2 separate regions of the Gossypium hirsutum genome follow, and region 2 is linked to region 1. A link is a contact called in public Hi-C data. All regions are on one chromosome and are shown on one strand. Each heading gives the region's core, a stretch centred on a gene start, on an enhancer-like site or on the middle of the called end of the contact. The rest is flanking DNA. Distances are from core to core; before and after follow the strand shown.

Region 1 (3,008 bases), core at 216-2,715:
TTTAGGTTTTATCATGTATTGAAATGATCTTTGAAGGGTTATATCGGAAACAGATACTTCTAAGAAAAATGAAGACTCGAAACATTTCCAACGGCTGGGAAAATGAGTTTCTGAAGCAAAGGTAACGAGGACATTTGCTTCATTACAGGAGGAGCAGAGTGAGAATTAGCATAAGTAGCTGATTCTGCCCATATAAAATAACAACTTAGCATCTCAGCATTCATGAAATTTACGAGGGGTTTTTAATTTTACTTTCTTTTGTCTGGTATCCAATAGTCATATTGTGTTTCGACTAAATTCAGAGTCAAGCCAAGTCAGACCACTAAATAGAGAGTAAAGCGCTCTCAGTATTATTTTCTTCGTCGACCATATTTGAATCCGAAATCTTGCTTAAAAATATCAAACTCCTTACAATTCCACCTAGCGGTACACCTTTCCCTTCAGAAAGAAGATCTACTTTTTCTTAATTAAAGGGAAGCTACTAGTTTGCATTTGTTAAATACATTAAAACTCCACTACCTTGCATATATCTTAAAATCCAGATAACAAGAACAAAAAATCCATGCAAATTTCACTCTTGAAATCTCTTAGCTACATAATATAAACCATAAAAGTTCACCATCTAAGATTCATATTACAAACAACATTGGTCACTGAATACATCATGATGAAATTAAAATAACCCATGGATCAATTATACGCAAGCAATATGTAAGAATAGAAAACGTATTCATTCAGCGGCTGTCAAGTGGAGGGAAAGGGGTTGAAGCCACTTCGTACCATTTCGTCAAGCGTCGAAAACAAAGGTTGGGGCAGATTATCCCAGTCATACCAATCCCAGCCGTCGCATTTGTCTGGCTCCGGGTTTTGTGGAACTTGATTAGGGTCAGCCAGCACTGCACGGAGAAAGATGATGACGTAATGGCAGGGTTTGGATTTGTCCAGGAAGACTTTATTGGTCACTGTTAAGAAGTCTGCTTTCCCCATTACCAAGCCCGTCTCCTCCATCAGCTCTCTGGCTCCGCACTCTTCGAAGCTCTCACCTGCCAACAATTATTTTGCCCTTTTTTTTTAATTAATGAAAGCGAAACAAGTAGAGATGTGAGTTGAGAGAGAGAGAGAGACGGACCAAACTCGAGGTGGCCGCCGGGGAGAGCAAAGGTGGATTCACCGATTGAGGCGCGGCGGCGACCCAGGAGGACCGATTTCCCCTTCAACACGAACAGCACAACACCTACTCGTGGCACGGGCTGTGTTTCCTCCATCTCGAATGACAGTTCAGTTGGTGGGTTCTCTGGACTAGTAATAAAGAGAAGGGAGACTGGGGGACAACGCAATTAGGCAGTCAAAGGTGGCGTATAATATATTATATTATCAAAATGTAAGGGAAAGTGCGCGGCCCAGTCATCTTTCTTTGTTGGTGGGCTGGTTTTAACTTGCTATTTTGACTTCTGTTTTTTGTCTTTGTCTATCTCTGTCGTCACTGATAACATTCTTCGTAGTTAGGATGCTATTGTGGAAGTTGCACCGGTTTAACTAAATAAATTATTAAAAATTTTAATAGATTCAGATTGATATATCAATCGATCTAAATATGAAAACAATAATATGCAACTCTTTTTTTAGAAGAGAGATATGTTTATAATAACATACATACGGTGAAATTAAAATATGTAAAGAGATGAAATTTTTAAAAGTGTATTAAATTCATTCAAAATATTTTAATTGTATCTTCAAATATTAATATTGTATCAATTAACTATCTATTTAAGTATTAAATATTAGCTTGACTTATATATATATAATTTGACTGTTTTTTAAACATGTTATTGTATTTTGAGGATTTAATTAAAATGTTTTTAAGTTTGATGAGCATTTTAGAATCTAGACCACGGTGTGGGGACATTGGTGTAATTAACCCTAATTTATATTTTAAACAAACACAGCTCTATGTAAGTAAGAAACAATCCAATCCATTACTGAACTTAAATTTAATTTTCTTGTCTTGTTCCGAAACCCATGTTAAAAGATATCTAATAGGATTAAATGAAGGGGGGTAAAAGGCCTGGTAAAGATCATCTACAAACTTACTTCCATTGTTGTTATATTAATGTTATAGTCATGGCTACAATTCATTTTCATAGCATCTGAGAGTAAATGATGAATGGCTAGAAAGGGCTGACATCATGAGCCAATTTCAACATGAACTCAGGTACAAGGCGTCTTCTTGGAGGCGCCACGGCATCTTTTGCAAGGGCTGCTTCATCTTCACCATGTATGATGGCAACAACATCTTCAAACATCTCATCTCTGCCGCCTCTCATGGGATCCTGATTATTTATTTTACATGTATGTTGGCAGAATATTTATACAACATTCACCCAAAATAAAACAAAACACAAAGCATGGTTACTTCTTCCATTACCTGAAGAAACAAATCTGTGTGAGTCTTTCCATCATACAATATGGATTCTGCTTTCCCTCCAACTCTTCGAAGCGTATCAGCAAAATTTTGACTGCAAGGAGAAGGAAAACTTGTTATAAGAAATCTGCATTTGAATCAGCTGTGACCTAGTCATTCAACAATCACTACATAGCAACATCATAACAATCTAGATGCAGAAGAAGAAAATGAAAAGTAGTATTGCTGTAATCTATGATGATTATCAAGGGCCTTATCCATGTATGCACATATAATTATTAACAACAAAGGAACAAACATTTAGAATTATGAATTGAGAGGACGAGATTTAAACCTGGCATCCGCAGGAATAGAATAATCTGCAGTGCCATGAAAAAGAATGACAGGAGGAAGGAGAGAAACAGCAGGCTTAACGTTTGAGTCCTGCACCAGAACTTCAGGAGAGAACTGATGCAAAGAATCTTCCCCTTCCATTATGCTGTATGAAAATGCAGGGACGATTTGAGGGAAACAAACACAGAATGGATCTAAACAAGATTTTCCTGAAACCAACTTACCTTAAAAAGATCGAACGGTATAAACCTCG
Region 2 (3,008 bases), core at 147-2,646, 420 kb before region 1:
CACCCATTTACGCAAGTTGGGACTCGAACCTATAATCTCAAAGTTTCTAAAGCCTCAATCTTGCCATTAAGCCAAGGCCTCATTGCAGGGATAAAATATTTAAGCAATTGCCAGCACAAACATAATGCAAGAGGGAGAGTTCAATTAGCAACTCTAGTATTCAATACACAAAGGGGTGTTTGAGGGTGAGTGGAAGAAAGGGAAGGATAGTACCTTTTTCCTTTAAAAGGATCATGGAAAAATTCACACGATTCCCTCATGCCAAGGCTAATCAGAGTTCCAATTTCAGTAACTGATAATGAGAACACCTGGAGAGAAGCAAGCCAGCAATGGATGTATATCATGTCTCTAGAACGTATTCATCCTTCACAACAAAGATTTTACATTTGATCTACAGTAAACACAGAATGCGGAGACCAAAATTATGAATGTCCACATACATGCAAATCAATGAAGTCTTTTTAACAAGATTTCGGAACAAAGATTTCTTTGTTCTATCTTAATATTCGAACCATGCATTTCTCCAAATATTAGAAACACCATTATCTAAAATGTTAAATGCTTAGTTAGTTTCTTTTTTAAAAAAGCATTAAACCAAAAGCTTAGTTAGCATAAGATCACCTGCTTCCTACTCCAATCATATTGTCTAACACCAGCTGCAGGTGCAAACTGTAGCAGCACAAAACCTTCCCTGGATATTTTAAATGCCCCAGACTGTAGATAAAACACATCCAAAGAAAATGAGCGTACAAAACAAAGAAAGACCATCAAATTTGCAAAATGAACTTAAAAAAAAAGAAGAGGAAACTATGAATGAAACGTACATCTAAAGGCACAAACTCAGGTGCCCTTGGCTCCACAGTCAGAGCAGCCTTCCCTTTGTAAATGGAATGACCTACATAAAACCTAGCCGGCAACCCTGCTGTCAAATAAAACACTTTCAACACTTGAAAAGAAAACACTGATAAAAAAAGCTACAAACACAAGGCTTTAGCTTTACCTAAGGATGATGGCGAAGAAGAAGAAGAAGAGTCATTAAACCTCTGTTTCTGATCGAAGTATTCAGATTGGCGGCATTTGAGAGAAAACTTGGAGGGTTTAGAGAGGGGATTAAATTTAAAGGAACGGGTTTGGGAGGAGTTGAGTGAAGAGAAAGATGGGAAAAGCTTGGGGTTAGAGATGGAGTTGAGGTTTACGGTTTGGGGAGTGAGTGGGGGAGAAGATAAGAGTTGAAGTTGCAGCATTCTTTTCTTTTGGGTATTTTCTTTCTTTGGTTCTCTCTCTTCCCACCTATATTTGATTTAATATTTTCTGTTAAGGTTTGGGGGTGAGTGGGGGAGAAGATAAGAGTTGAAGTTTTATTTTGCGTATTTTATCAAAAGAATTCTTTTCAAATGATAAAAAATTTGATTTGTTTTGAGATTTTAAATTTAAGTTTTGTGAGAATTTAGGTTTAAATCTTAAAAGATAAATATATGGAATTAATTTTAATCAATTCTAAAACTTAGTTTTCTTTTGCGGATTTTATCAAAAGAATTTTTTTAAATGATAAAAAATTTGATTTGTTTTGAGATTTTAAATTTAAGTTTTGTGAGAATTTAAGTTTAAATCTTAAAAGATAAACATATGGGATTAATTTTAATCAATTCTAAAACTTACTTGAAAATAACTTAATTGAAATGTCCTAGGATGTGAGGTTCTTACAAGTTCTTGCTTTAGAAAAAAAATTTTCTCCTTATTTTTTTTCGAAAAAGTAAATTACTCTATTAATCACTAAATTATATTTAAATTTTTATTTTGGTTACTTAATTAAAAATAGTTATAATTTAATCATTAAATTATTGAAAATTTTCATTTAAGTAACTGGAATGTTAAAATCGATCTTACATGACTTTTTTTATTTCATGAAACAGTTTTGGAAATTATGAATTAGCAAATTAAAATTTATTGAACTTTTTTTTTTATTTTCTATACTGACCATTAAATTAACTTAAACTTAATATATATTTTTTATTCGTTGATGAAGTACTAATAGTTGAATCATCTCTTAAAATTTACTGATATAATTTTTTTCAAAAAAAAATTAACAATTCAATAACCTATTTAAAATTTATTAAATAATTCAGTTATTTAAATATTTTTAAATAATTATAATATTTTTATAAAACCAAAATAAAAACTTAACCTGACTAAGTGTCTAAATTTGTTTTAAAACATACATATAAAGTGTTGTCGGGTCGGGAGTAGAGGCTTATCCTGCGCCACACATCGTCTCATTTAGCCAACCACATGGTCTCCATCAACATCACTTCTAAGTTGGGAAGCCCATTTTAACTTGATAACTTTATTTCATCATCTTTTTGGTATTCATACTCTCTCTCGAATCAACTTTTACATATGGAAATGTCTTCACTTTCTCCCTTCTTTCGACCTCTCCTTCCTCAATGGAGTTTCTTGGTTATTCTCAACTCCAACCCAAAGATTAGCCTCAAACCTTGTGTCTTTTCATCATCTTCATCTTCATCTTCCTACAATAATGATTCAGTTCCTCTGCCTAAACAAAGCCAAGTACTCTCTTCTTCTTTTTTCTACGGGGTTGCTCTTTTTGGTTTTTTTTCCTTCTTCTTTTTTTAATGTTATGTTTTTCCTCTGTGGGTGGCAGACACAGTTGGGTTATGATCCTTCAGAGGAGCTATTTGGACTCTCGCCTGTTCCAAAACCAAGGTTTTTAGCACTCCTGCCTGCTCTAATGCTTTCAGTCTACATGCATTGCTTCTTTTGATTTTCTTTGAGAATCTTGATTTAGTATGTTGTCAATTGTAGCTTTTACATGCTCATTATTCTGCTTTACAATGGTGAGTAGGTTGAGTATGTTTTTTTGGAACTATTGCTCAAATGGCAGCTCCCTCCTGAATTCCCAATATATGTTGTTAAAAAAAAAAAACTTTTAACATTTTGCTGCTTTCACATTTCAGCTGACCTGTGCATGTTAGATTGAACTGACATCT

The links. A called contact is a pair of places that touch in the nucleus more often than the background predicts.
Region 2: a Hi-C map of leaf shows a contact between it and region 1, with 2.0 times the contacts expected there. The contact joins the promoter of LOC107894079 here to the promoter of LOC107901162 in region 1. A contact is called at or near these places in 8 of 34 Hi-C or Micro-C datasets (callus, hypocotyl, leaf and 1 more).

What each region holds. Positions count from the first base shown.
Region 1 is chrA13:17,037,707-17,040,714 of Gossypium_hirsutum_v2.1, reverse strand. LOC107901162 (nudix hydrolase 1) reads right to left here and starts at 1,465. Exons shown (of 2, transcript XM_016827059.2): 1 at 1,130-1,465; 2 at 602-1,043. The coding sequence starts at 1,265. The coding sequence ends at 745. It overlaps LOC107930773 (probable isoprenylcysteine alpha-carbonyl methylesterase ICMEL1), which reads right to left. Exons shown (of 10, transcript XM_041084994.1): 8 at 2,980-3,008; 9 at 2,426-2,516; 10 at 1,954-2,330. The coding sequence ends at 2,169.
Region 2 is chrA13:17,452,763-17,455,770 of Gossypium_hirsutum_v2.1, reverse strand. LOC107894079 (single-stranded DNA-binding protein WHY1, chloroplastic) reads right to left here and starts at 1,396. Exons shown (of 7, transcript XM_016819286.2): 1 at 1,001-1,396; 2 at 825-919; 3 at 622-714; 4 at 214-308. The coding sequence starts at 1,244. LOC107894080 (zinc finger CCHC domain-containing protein 9) reads left to right here and starts at 2,254. Exons shown (of 8, transcript XM_016819290.2): 1 at 2,254-2,568; 2 at 2,663-2,724. The coding sequence starts at 2,398.